Linked DNA regions of Mus musculus: region 1 is linked to region 2. Evidence: chromatin contacts called from public HiChIP or PLAC-seq data. All regions are on one chromosome and are shown on one strand. Each heading gives the region's core, a stretch centred on a gene start, on an enhancer-like site or on the middle of the called end of the contact. The rest is flanking DNA. Distances are from core to core; before and after follow the strand shown.

Region 1 (5,654 bases), core at 545-3,044, 580 kb after region 2:
CAGCCAACATGGGGAAGAGTGGGAGTCTCCCTGGCTCTTCTGGACTGCACAGTTAGGGCCAGGCAACAATTTTACACCGTGACAGCCTGAGTCTCTCCGTGACCAGGTGTTGCGTCTGGGATCCTAAATGGTGACTCAAAGACCACTCGGTGAGGAGTGTCACAGCTGATGTTAACTGAGGTGAGGTCTAGCAAGCGCAGGATCACGGGGGTTGTTTCCTTTGGGTGGATACTGGGGACCACTCTGGTTCCTCCCAGCAGCTCCCCCCATTTCCAGTGGTTTTCCTCTGCAACAGATTGCCTTGCCACGCACATAGCCCAGTGCAGAAACCTCTGCACTTATACTAAAAGTATAAACCATCTTGGGTACTTAGCTCATTATTTTAGGGATTTTTGGGGAGTGTGGGGGGAAGGGTTTTTTTTTTTTTTTTTTTTTTTTTTTTTTTTTTTTTGATACAGGATGTCACTCTGTAGCTTTGGCTGGTCTGGAAGTCACTGTGTAGAACCAGGCTGGCCTTGGGCTGAGATATCTGTCTGCCCCTGCCCCCCCCTCTCTCTCTCTTCTTTTTCTTTTTTAAAGATTTGTTTGGGGCTGGTGAGATGGCTCAGTGGGTAAGAGCACCTGACTGCTCTTCCGAAGGTCTGAAGTTCAAATCCCAGCAACCACATGGTGGCTCACAATAAATAAACAAACAAATCTTTTTTTTTAAGATTTATTTATTTATTATATGTAAGTACACTGTAGCTGTCTTCAGACACTCCAGAAGAGGGCGTCAGATCTTGTTACAGATGGTTGTGAGCCACCATGTGGTTGCTGGGATTTGAACTCAGGACCGTCAGAAAAACAGTCAGTGCTCTTAACTGCTGAGTCATCTCTCCAGCCCCCTGCCCCTGCCTCTGAAGTGCTAGGATTAAAGGCGGGCACCACCAGGCCCAGGGTGTTTTCTACCTATCCAATCCCAGCACTGGGAAGGAGAGCTCTGGGGTGATGCCCGCGCTGCTCCTCTGGGTCTAGCTCCTGCAACTTGTTGTGAAGAGTCTTGAACACAGTAGGTTCAACAAATCTAAAGAATAAAGGCACCCACGGCAATGACAGGAGAAGAACACATGGACATCTTGGCAAGTGCCACAGGCAAAGCATAGCATACACAGGACATTTATAAACGAAGTGTTTATTCTCATCACGAGAAGCGCGCAGACTATATATATATACAGTACACACCAACAGAAGTAAAAAAAAAAGTGCACTATGCCTCTTCTACTGAAAATTCACAGTACAAAAAGATACTGCCTTTTAAATATATAATATATATATATTAAAAAAGAAAACAAGGAGAAAAACAATTAAAAAAAAATCAAAGTTGTGACTCAACGAGGGAACCCGGTGCCAGTGGCCTTTGAAAGGTGAAGGATGCAGTCTGGTGAGGCTCCTCTGGGGTGAGCTGTACCCCATGATTTGCAGCAAGGAGCTCAGGACACAGGCAGAAGAGGAGGAGGGAGTGTGAAGGGTGTTAGGGGGTGGCAAGCCTCTATAAACTAGAGGGTGACCTTGAGGGGCTAAGGGGAGGTCTTGGACTGTGGTTCAGGGAGTACTGGTCCTGCACCACCCCTGTGCTACCTGGCAAACCAAATCATGTCCCTCACCGGCTACCTCGGGCTGCGGTGTGTGCTGATGCATGCAGGCATGGCCTGCGGGGACCAAGCAGCCGAGTTTCTAGCAGGCTCTGTGGAGTAGTCAGGACCCACAGTGTCAACTGCAGAGCAGATTAACACAAGTGGATGGGGGTAGGGAGGAACTCACGTGCTAATCTTAACCACCAGGACCAGACAAAAGTACCCAGCCTCGAAAGACGAGAGCTGAACGGTTGCGCATAAATACACAGTATTTGTAAACCATTATTAAGGCACTCAATTGTAAAAAGAATAATTACAGGGTAGAGGAGGAAGCAGCTGTCTTCTCATGCAGCAAGGCCAACGGCCAGGGCAACAGAGGCTGTGTCTAAGATAGGGACTGAAAGAGGAGCTGTGGTGTCTACTGCCAAAGGATCGCCCTTCTCCAGATGGCCCCTGGTGGCTCCTGCAGATGGGTCCAGGGTGATTTCCTTGCAAAGCTGGAGACCACAGTGTGTGCTAAGGAACAGCACACACCAGGTCTGATGGAGTAGGATACACTTACATGTATATAGATCTATAATGCACACACAAGGTCTATGTTCATACACTTATGTACATATATCTCCATACACACTGGACTCTCACACCTCCACAGTAAGAAAAACAAAGGGCTTTGGATAGGGGAACACCAATGACCTTCATCTGGTCTTATGATCAGCAGGAACCCAGCCGTTAGGATGGGAAGGTGGGACCAAGAGTCTCCCTCACCAGCAGTGACATTGCAGCCAACACGGGGAGGACTGGGAGCCTCCCTGGCTCTTCTGGACTGCACAGCTAGGGTCAGGCAAGTGGTCCTAGGTACTCTGGTTACCCTGAAGGGGTTGAACGTGCCTCAAGAGCCCTGCTAAGTATCAGCCAGCCCATTGGGGTTAGAAATCAACTCTCATACCAACCTTGCCAGCAGGTAGAAAGTAACTCCCTAAAGGGGTGATGTGTGATGTCTCTTGTGATCTTGTTCTTGCTAAGGAGAAATGGCTCCTGAAGAGTGGGAGATTCACAAGCTTTCCGGGGTGGTCCCTGAGATGGGTGCACAAAAATACAGGCTGGCTGTCAACACCTAATCTTTCAGAACTTAATTCCATCCTGTAGAACCCTCTGGGCTCTTCAAGGGCAGAGGATGCTGGGCCTGATCTTCAGCTAGAGCAAGCTGCTGAGCAAGGGGAGCAGAGGGGTGCAGCTATCTGGGTACCTCGGAGAGACCAGCATGGCTGAGCCGCATGGATGAGCTGTGTGTGGTTGGTAGGGCTTCTGCACTGAAAACATGGGGGTGAGGATCTGAGAAAGACACCTGGCTCTTTGTTCATTCGATCAGGCTCCCACCTCTGCCCAGTATCTTCTCCCTTACACTTCAGGAAGCCTTCTGTGTTGGTGTAGAGCAAGGCCCCCACATGGTTCAGACTTTGGGGGGGGGGGGGGCTATGTAAAGTTCCCGGGCCATCCAGCTGAGCAGAAAGCTCTTAGTTCAACAAGGGCATTCAGTGAAAATGGCAGTCATCAACGCTGCATAAATCCCTCTACCTCTGCTTGCTATGATTACACACAAAGCTAAAATAGCCAGGTGTGGAGCAGCTCCCAAAGCTAACTTTTTTATTTTTGGCGGGGCGGGGGAGGGGTGGTGGTCAGCGTCTACAAAGCTCTGGACTCAGTGATCCACTGCGTGGCATCACGAGAGTGTGCCACCAAGCCTAGCTGGAACAAAACTTTTCCTGAGACAATATGGGAGTTGCCACCGTCTTAGCTTAGCAGGGAGAGTTCCAAAGTAGCCTTTCCATTAAATGCCAATTCACTGTGTTTACAGAGAGAGCCAAGGAATGAACAGGATCCCGCCAGGGATTCCGGTCTGAAGATGGGGATCCGCCCCCCTGCTGTTCGCACCGTTGGCTGATTGGCCAGTGCTTCTCAAACAGGTGTAAGGTAGTCTGCTGGGAGCGAGAGGCCTGCCTGAGTTCATCCTCCTGTCCTGACTCTTTCAAAATGAAAGTTTTCAAAAATCCTATCGCTCTTGCAGATGGGATTAAGAAACACAGTGGAAGCCTATCATTACCAAATCTAAGGAATTATTTTGACACAGAAATTGACCCACCATGTGAAATTGAACTTGGCGATGTCATTAAACTTGGCCTTTTTTTTTTTTTTTTTTTTTTTTTTTTGCTTTTGTTGGCTGAGGGAAGAGTGGAAGAAACCCACAGGGTTTCAGGAATAAGTGGATGATCGCTTTTTAAGGTGACTGGTATTGACAGTAGTGGGAAAATAAATCCCTATAAAATAACATACATGTATTTAAAAAAAAAAAATCATGCCAGGGAGAAATGTTCTGAGACAGAGGTCACAAAGACCCCAGACGAATGAAGAGAGAACTGGCCCAGATCCTGGAGACACCCAGAGCGTTCACCAGGATGGCGGTCTCTCTTCTTCCTTCTTGCCCGAATCCCAGGCTGTGCCAAGGGACCTGGCTGCAACCTCCAAACCATCCGGACTCCGTTGGTTCTAACCAGTGTGGGAGGACCCCCATACGCATACTTCCGGAACATATCCTTGAAGACTTTGTGGTCTCACTGAGCTGTCTGGCTGAGCCAGCCAACTGCAGGAAGGAGCTGTGGTCATCTCCACAAGGACTCCATCTGCTCAAGAGGTAAAGGGGTAGGCTGGCAAGTTTGGAGTGTGGGAGGGAAGGAGTTGGTCTGTGATATCCAAGGAGCAAAGGCAGCCTTCAAATAGAAACCCCGTCTTCCTGCAGTGTTACAAGCAGCCTTGGGGCATCAGCAAGCTTTCTGAGAGGGCTCGCAGCAGACATCTGAAGCAGGTAACACCATCTCTGGCAAGGTTACTACTTCTGAGGTAGAATCTCACTTTGTGGCCCAGACTGGCCTTTAACTCATGGTGGACCTGCCTCACCCTCCTGAGTGTAGATCACAAGCCTGCGCCATTTACCCTTCAAAATGTAAACAACCAAGTCTGAGGCATGATGGGATTATACCTGTAATCTCAGCATTTGGAAGGCTGAGGCAGGAGGACTGCTGTGAGTTTGAAGCCAGCTTGAACTACAGGGTGAGAGTCTACTTCAAAAACCAAAATACCCAAACCAAACCCTTGAGAGACAGAGGCAGATGCATCGCTGCTGAGTCCGAGGCCTACCTGGTCTGCAGAGAAAGTTCCAAGACAGCGGAGGTACATGGTGAGACCCTGTCTCAAAAAACCAAAACCTAAACACATTAACAGAGCCCAAATGGATATGTGACCTCACAGGGCTGTGCACCATCGTTGGCTAAATACCAAGTCAAGGCTTTCTGCTGGTCTGCCTCTCTGCTTGTCTCTCTTCAAAATCCTTAAGGAAAAAAAAAATTTAAAAAATCCTTAAGCACCCTTTTCATGATGGGCACCAGTCGAGGCCCATGATATGAACCCAGAGCCCAGGCCTCCTGCTTCATTGAGCTAATCTGTGCTCACACCTGTGCTGTGGCCAAGCCTCCTTTGTCCCATCATTACAGCAAGGGGGAGCCGGAGGAGACAAGGAAGCAATATTCTATTCTCTCCACGGGAAGGGACTCTGGTAAACATCAGAGCAGCTTTTCAATAGACTCTCTCCTCTCAGACTGGCTCTGGGGAGGGACTTGTAAGAAAGTATCCGTTGCTGACGCTGCCTTTCCTCTCAGCAAGTGTGGAGATGGTTCCTACTGAGCCATCCTGGAGGGTTACCGTGTGGTCACAGCAGGATGATCCACACCCCAGGCCCACAACCTCCGTTAGCAGCAGATGAGGCTCGCAGTGCCTTCTCAGTGACTGGGTGACATAAGCTTGAAGGGAAGCCAACAGCTGAGGACCCAACCCCACCAGGATGGAGGATTAGACGGGGCCACTCTCCCTAAGTGCTTTCCTCTGATGATATCACCTAGCTGTTCTTGGGACAATCAGGTTCAAAGTCTTGACATTTCTGCGGGTCCCCACCCTCAAAAAAACAAAACAAAACAAAAAAAAAAAACA
Region 2 (6,117 bases), core at 1,571-4,070:
TTCCCGGTAATGTTTCATATGCTCTTGATGTAGATTCTCCTGTTGCTCACTGCAGGGCTGTGTGGGATGCTGACGCTGGCGGGTGGCGACTGGGGAGGCTCTGCCTGTCTCTGAGGTTCTCCTGCCTTTCTGTCTTCTGCATTTATCAGTAAGAAGGGAGGGCTGAGTCTCCAACTGCAGTAGAGAATTTGCCCGCTTCTGCAAATCTACCTGGTTTCGCCTCCTCCGATATGAGACCCTCTCGTCAGGGAGCCCAGCTGCGTGGATGCCGGGGACGCTATGGCTTTGAGGACTGGCCCACCGAGCCAAAGGTGGAACCTGTTTGTCCACAAATCCTTTTCCTCACCGTGATGGCTGCTTTGCTTGATGGATCTGCAGCTGCTTGGCTTACTTTTTGATTTGTGTGAGCAAAACCGGCGCCTTTCTCCACCACTTTACCTTTAGCTTGTGTTTCAGTATTGAAAGTCTGCCTTTTTGTACACAACATGTGGTTAGGTCTCACTGCTGTTTAATCCATGGTGCTAGTCTCTGACCTCTGACTAGTAGTACGTTTAGGTCACTCCCATTTAGAGAGATTTTTAAAATGGTAGGGGGAGACACAATATGTCAGGACAAACTGTGCACGAGCACACTGTTTAGAAAAGCAGGACAGGCTCAGAATGACAGAAAGACTCACAGGGACCCCTTGGAGGAGCTGACTTTTAAACTGAGCTTTGAAGGCTCTGACGAACCCTTACTGCTGAGTGAGCCACAGGCTCTAAGAACCCGGAAGGGCCGTGGGGACCGTCTAAGCTTCTATGTTACATGAAGGAAAAGGGCTGCACATGTGACTGGTACCACTTTTGTGTTGTTTTGTGAGTTTTATTGTATTGTTTTGTGGTGTGAGCCTGCGCCTGAGGGCAGGGATGGCAGCAGGGTGTGGCAACTCACTATGGTGTAAGTTTGAGAACTCTGGGCGGGGGGGGGGGGGGGGGATGCAGTCCACAGAAGGGGGTCAGGTGCCACTGCCACATGGGAGGGAGACTGGGACAAGCACTGTGGCTGAGGTCCCCTGAGATGCCAAGTGTCTTTGTCTTTCCCAGCAGAGAGAGGCGAGTTCTTTTACTCGAGGGGGGAGGAACCGCTCGCACTAGGGAGGTGAGGCTGGTGTGGGTCCTATGATGCAGGCCTTACTAGGTGCAGTTTGAGCTGAGAGAGTTAGGGTGGGAGCATGAGTATGCAGATGGGCTGGAAGGGGGTGTGGGGGAACGAGAGGGCAGGGCAGCCATGCTTGCTTCCAGACATGGGATGCAGCAGCTTTACAAGGCCCCAGAATGGGGCGTCCCTCTCCCTCCAAGCTCCTCTGCTATGCTTATGATGGCATTGGAGAGGGAGCCCAAGAGCCTGGGCAGGGAGAGGGGAGAGCATGGGGCAGTGGGTCCTGGCATGTCTGGGTCTAGGGTGGTGACTCTCAGACCCAGTCTCAGGAGGTACAGTGGGACAGAATCTCTTCATCCATGTGTGCGCATAGGAATCTCCCATTCTCCTCCCCAGACTTTTCCCCCATGTGTGATGCATACGACGGTGTCTGCTGGTGTCCGACACCAGAGAAACCAACAACAGGGTGTCCTGCCTCTCTTCCTAAAGGGCACTGGGGAAGAGAGTCGAGGCACCTCCCTTCTCTGATGTGGCGGGAAACCTTGGGTCGAGTTTTTTACTCTGGATGGTGGTACAGTGGGGGCCAGGGCTCACAGCCGAGGTCTGGAACTCTGGTTGGAGCTGTCTTCAGAGCTCTATTATGGAGCCCCAGCCCTGGGCAGGAAAGCTCATTAGCAGACGTGATAGATGTGAGCACATGACTGCCGAGTCGTGTCCCGTGTCCCTGTTGAACTGGAACTCCTGCTCCTTCTCCATTAGCAGCGGTGTCTGCATGCTCAGCCATCCCTCTGGACCCTTCTGAATTCTCCCAGGGCTCTGAATGCAGTCTTTTTTATGCAAGGGTCTTGGACACGTCCGGGTGTGTGCGGCGCAAGCCTACAAACTCTCTCACCTCTACCAGAGATAATAAGGTCAGTAAACAGCAAACTGGGCTGTGAGGCGGGCTCACCAGTGGGGAGGCCTGCAGAATTCAGCAGGGATGCAGAGAGGAACCCAGGGTGCTGGGTCGTGGAATGGTATCTAGAAAACACACTAACCAACCACCCATGCAATGTCACTGGGTCCTTGAGATGTCCTGCAAGCTGGAGCAGGGGCAGCTCTGGGATTGCAGCCGGCTAAGGGAAGCCAGGGGGCGGGGTCTGTAAGGATGCTGGGGGCAGCTATCGCTTTTTACAGGTCTTTTATACCCTAGAGCCTGGGCAGGCCATAAGGACAAAGGGTGCCCGGGACACAAGCAGGTAGTTTGGAAGTTTGGTGTAAATTTAGAAGCAACTTCTACCTTCTCTTTCACCTGCGTGCCATTGGGCTTGGCCATGCGTGGCCCACGGTTGGCACAAATATTTGGAATCTGTGAGTAAAGAAGCTGGAAGTGGGCTCAGAAAATGCTGCCCAGGCCCATGTAACAGATGCCGGAGGAAACACATGTGAGCTCACACACACAGGTTGCTGGAGTGAGAGGCTGAAGAGGGTAGGGGTGGGATAAGGGACTGGAGTGCTCAAAGGCTGCAGATCTTCCCTCTGGGCCTTGGGGTGGGGGGTGGGATGGGAGGGAATCTCCCTAAGGGCTCTGAGCTAGAGCAGGACTGGTCCCCTCTTCCCTGCTCCAGCTCCAGAGCTGCCAGCACCGCCCCCTCCCCCTGCAACCCCCCCCCCCCCGGAGCTGTGTGCCCGGCAGAGGGGCAGCTGCTGGCTGAGCAGCTCCTGCGTCCTGCAGAAGCTTTGGGAACAGTGCCTGGGTGTCCTCCTGCCCTCACCCGGAGAAGCCACTGCAGGGGTGGGGGGCAGAGCACTGAGACCAAGACAGAGGACACCACTCAGAAATGCCAGGGCAACTGAACTGTGGACCAGGGTGGGCTGAGAAGGAAATGCTAACCTTGTGAGTCTACACACCCCTCCCTGTCTAGCAATGAAGCCCCGTGCTCTCACAGAACTTTCTGAGGATGCTCTAGTTCCATTATCTCTTAGAGAGAGGAGCACGCGCACTGCACGGGGTCATTCTCCACTGAGCTTGTTGCTGTGCTCAGGTAGTTCAGGGAATAAGTAAATGCTGCTCTCTGCTCTCAGCCGATGCCCCTGGTGGGAAAGAAGTGGGCTTCAAATTTCCACTTCACATCCTCCTGGAGCACGAAGAGTTAATGGAGCACACATCATCCTAAAACATGCCCCCTCCCAATCCCTGCTCTCCCCCCAGCCTGTAGCTGTCAGGGAACTAAAAAAAAAAAAAAAAAAGGTTGGCACACAGCCAATGAGACTCATCTGTGTATTGGCTGTGCCCTGCCCTGCTTGTGCCACTAAATGCCTAAATGTCATTTCCAGTAAATCCTCTTACTTGTACTTCAAGTTTCCATTTCCAGACAAGAGAATCCTGCAATCAGCCCCCGGGCCTGGGGTCTCTCTGGCCTCTCAGGTTTAAGAGTTAGACTCTGTGTGTGTGCTGCCATGGTTCTGTGAACTCTGCTTCAAGAACAGGATGATGCGGAGGCCGATACCCAAATGCCACCTTCCACGCTCAGAAATAACAACTGGTGCACAGGGCCTGCACAGGGTCAAAGCAGATATGTTCATAGCATCTACTGGGGGAACTGAACTCCCCCAATTCCTAACCAAAAAACAAACAAACAAACAAAAAATACCCTTCCAGTCTTTTAAGGGCCTGAAAGGAGTTTCTCCAGTTTCGTCTCACTGGGTATATAAACTACATTTAAGGGTAGGTCCAGTGTCCAGCAGCATGTGGCCACCAGGAAAAGAACTCGATGGCATCCTTGGCAGGGTTTTTTTGGTCTCATATTTTTGTTTGAGATTTGTGTTTTGTGCTCTCTCTCCCCCTCCCTCCCCACACCCCCTCTCTTTTTCCCCTTTGCCTTCCTCCCCTGTGTCCCTCGGTGTGTTACTAGTCTTGTTTGTATATTATGTTTTCTGATTTTGTCTTAATTTTTTTTCCTTTTCATTTGAATTTTTTTTTTCTTTTTTAAATTTGCCGCATTGTTTTATGAAAAGAAAGAGAAAGGAAGTCTGGTGTTGGAAGAGGCGGGAGGATCTGGGAGGAGATGCCTGGAGCAGAAACCACGATCAGAATTTACTGTATAATTTTTCAACTAATAAACATGAGTTGTACTCTGTAGAGAGCCTCGCATGGCACACACTCGTGCTGCCCTTAGTTGTGGGTAGCATCTCACGGGCGTCTCTTGAGTTACTGCAGGACGTGGATGGGGACCCTGTTTGGGAACTCTGGGAAGGGGTGTAAGACTTACCTGCTGACTCCTCACGCTGGTCTGAAACTGGAGCTGTCGCACAGGGAGGCTCCCTGGAGCCCCCTTGCAGGGCTGGCTGCACCTTGGCGACAGCTGTGGGCTGAGTGGTGTTCCTCAAGGAGCCTGGGTTGGAACGGGAAATTGCAGTGAGGCTGAGCCATGGGGGGTCACGTTCGGGTCAGTTCTCTCTGACCGTGTAGCTGTTGTGAATGGATGTTGAGGGTGTGGCTTCCTCCCTGGAGAGGTGGGCTGACGTGAAGGCAGACTGAGCCTGCTCTCTCTTGCCTGGAGGCGCCCTGGGATGACAATACCGGCCAGAACGGTTGCCCTCATCCCTTGATCTCAGACTTTCCCAGACTCTAGAGGTAAGAATAAATGTGTGTCGCCCCCCCCCCAATAAACTCTGCAGTCTTGTGTCACAGTGGGACAGGATGGGCTAAAAGATCAGGGTAAGGAGCCGGTTCTGAGGACATCACAGAGGCGCCCTCGCAGAGCCTGAACTCGGGCCTTTCCCTTTTGAATAGTTTTTCATGGTGTAGCAGCCTACAAGCGGAACAAGCTTATAGTTTTGATAGCTATATTTCAGGGCCATCCTTTGTATCATGAAACAGTAACAGAACATCAGCATCATGGCTCCTTGAACCGCATGCAGCATGTGGCGCCGTTTGTCTGACTTTTTACTTTATGTCTTGAGGAGGCTTTTATCCACCTTGGACTGAAGCCCCAAGAAGCAGGTGCACCGCTCCTTATAGGAGTCTGCTGGGGAGAGAGCGGCTTCAGCCATGGATGAAGCTCTAACAGTGCTGAAAGGCTAAGACGATGCTAAGTGTATAGCTGATCGCTTATTATTATAAAATATAGTACAATATTAATATATTTTATGAATCCTTTGATGATTTTATTATACATTTGTGAACATAATCACCTCCCCACCTCCCACTAACTCTTCCCAGATCTATTCCCCTGTAAACTCCGTGTCCCTCTTTTTTTCCTTTTTTTAAAAATTTTATTTGTTTTGAGACAGGGTCTCTATGGATGTAGCCTTGGCTGTCCTAGAACATGCTATGCAGACCAGGCTGGCTTTGAACTCAGAGATCCACCTGCCTCTGCTTTGTGAGTTCTGGAATTAAAGATGCACACCACCCACCATGCCCAGCCGACAGAACCCTGCTGCCCGTATACAGATATACGTTTGTATGACATGTGAGATCATCCACTGGCTCACAGTTGACCGACCAGAGACCACTCCCTACTGCTTCTCAGCCTGGGCTGGGGACTCTCGAGCCTCTCCATGATGGCCACCTGCCTTTAGCGTTTGGAGGCAACCACAGCTGCTGTGAGTTTGTATAGCGCAGTGGTTCTCTCCCCTGCTTCCACCCCGTGACGCTACCTGAGCCCCAGCTGCAAGGGAATGGTGAGTGTGTATACCTGTGTGTGAGCCAGCCCTCCACTGGCACTCTGATTAACTGTGAGTTTGTGTTAATAATGTTAGTCACCATCCACCGCAAAAGGCCTAGCTGTTAGAACAGCAACCAGCTCTCTTACCTTCCTGTCTGCCCTTCTCCTGGTTCACAGCCCAGCGTTCCTCCAGAGCATTCTCCCAGCTGTTCCTCCTGAAGCTCCCCGACGGCCTCCTTAAATAGCCCCTTCTCCCCGTTTCCCCAATACCAGCAGCTCCAGGCTGGCTGTATCAACTGTTGAAGCCTCAGCTCAGCTTCTCCTGGTCCCA

The links. HiChIP or PLAC-seq counts read pairs in DNA pulled down with a chosen protein or histone mark.
Region 1: a contact with region 2 is called in an H3K4me3 HiChIP or PLAC-seq map of embryonic basal ganglia, with 4 times the contacts expected there. The contact joins the enhancer-like site here to the promoter of Aym1 in region 2. A contact is called at or near these places in 5 of 39 promoter capture datasets (cranial neural crest, hippocampal neurons, liver and 2 more), 1 of 15 datasets of contacts at CTCF or cohesin (large pre-B cells), 16 of 484 Hi-C or Micro-C datasets (B cells, the N1E-115 cell line, adipose-derived mesenchymal stem cells and 6 more), 4 of 115 datasets of contacts at active chromatin or transcription factors (differentiating embryonic stem cells, embryonic basal ganglia and embryonic stem cells) and 1 of 9 other capture datasets (embryonic stem cells).

The regions. Positions count from the first base shown.
Region 1 is chr5:113,935,942-113,941,595 of GRCm38.p6, forward strand. Ssh1 (slingshot protein phosphatase 1) reads right to left here. Exons shown (of 15, transcript NM_198109.5): 15 at 1,153-5,654. Among named protein-coding and RNA genes, the nearest start is that of Coro1c, 30 kb to the left of the region's middle. Within about 2 kb of position 1,795, at least 22 of the 459 cell types and tissues checked have an H3K27ac peak or open chromatin away from gene starts, as enhancers often do. A contact at or near this core is called in cerebellum, cortical neurons and embryonic basal ganglia, where this site is marked.
Region 2 is chr5:113,354,474-113,360,590 of GRCm38.p6, forward strand. It overlaps Aym1 (activator of yeast meiotic promoters 1), which reads left to right and starts at 2,821. Exons shown (of 1, transcript NM_001012726.2): 1 at 2,821-3,348. The coding sequence starts at 3,044. The coding sequence ends at 3,181. It also overlaps 1700016C19Rik.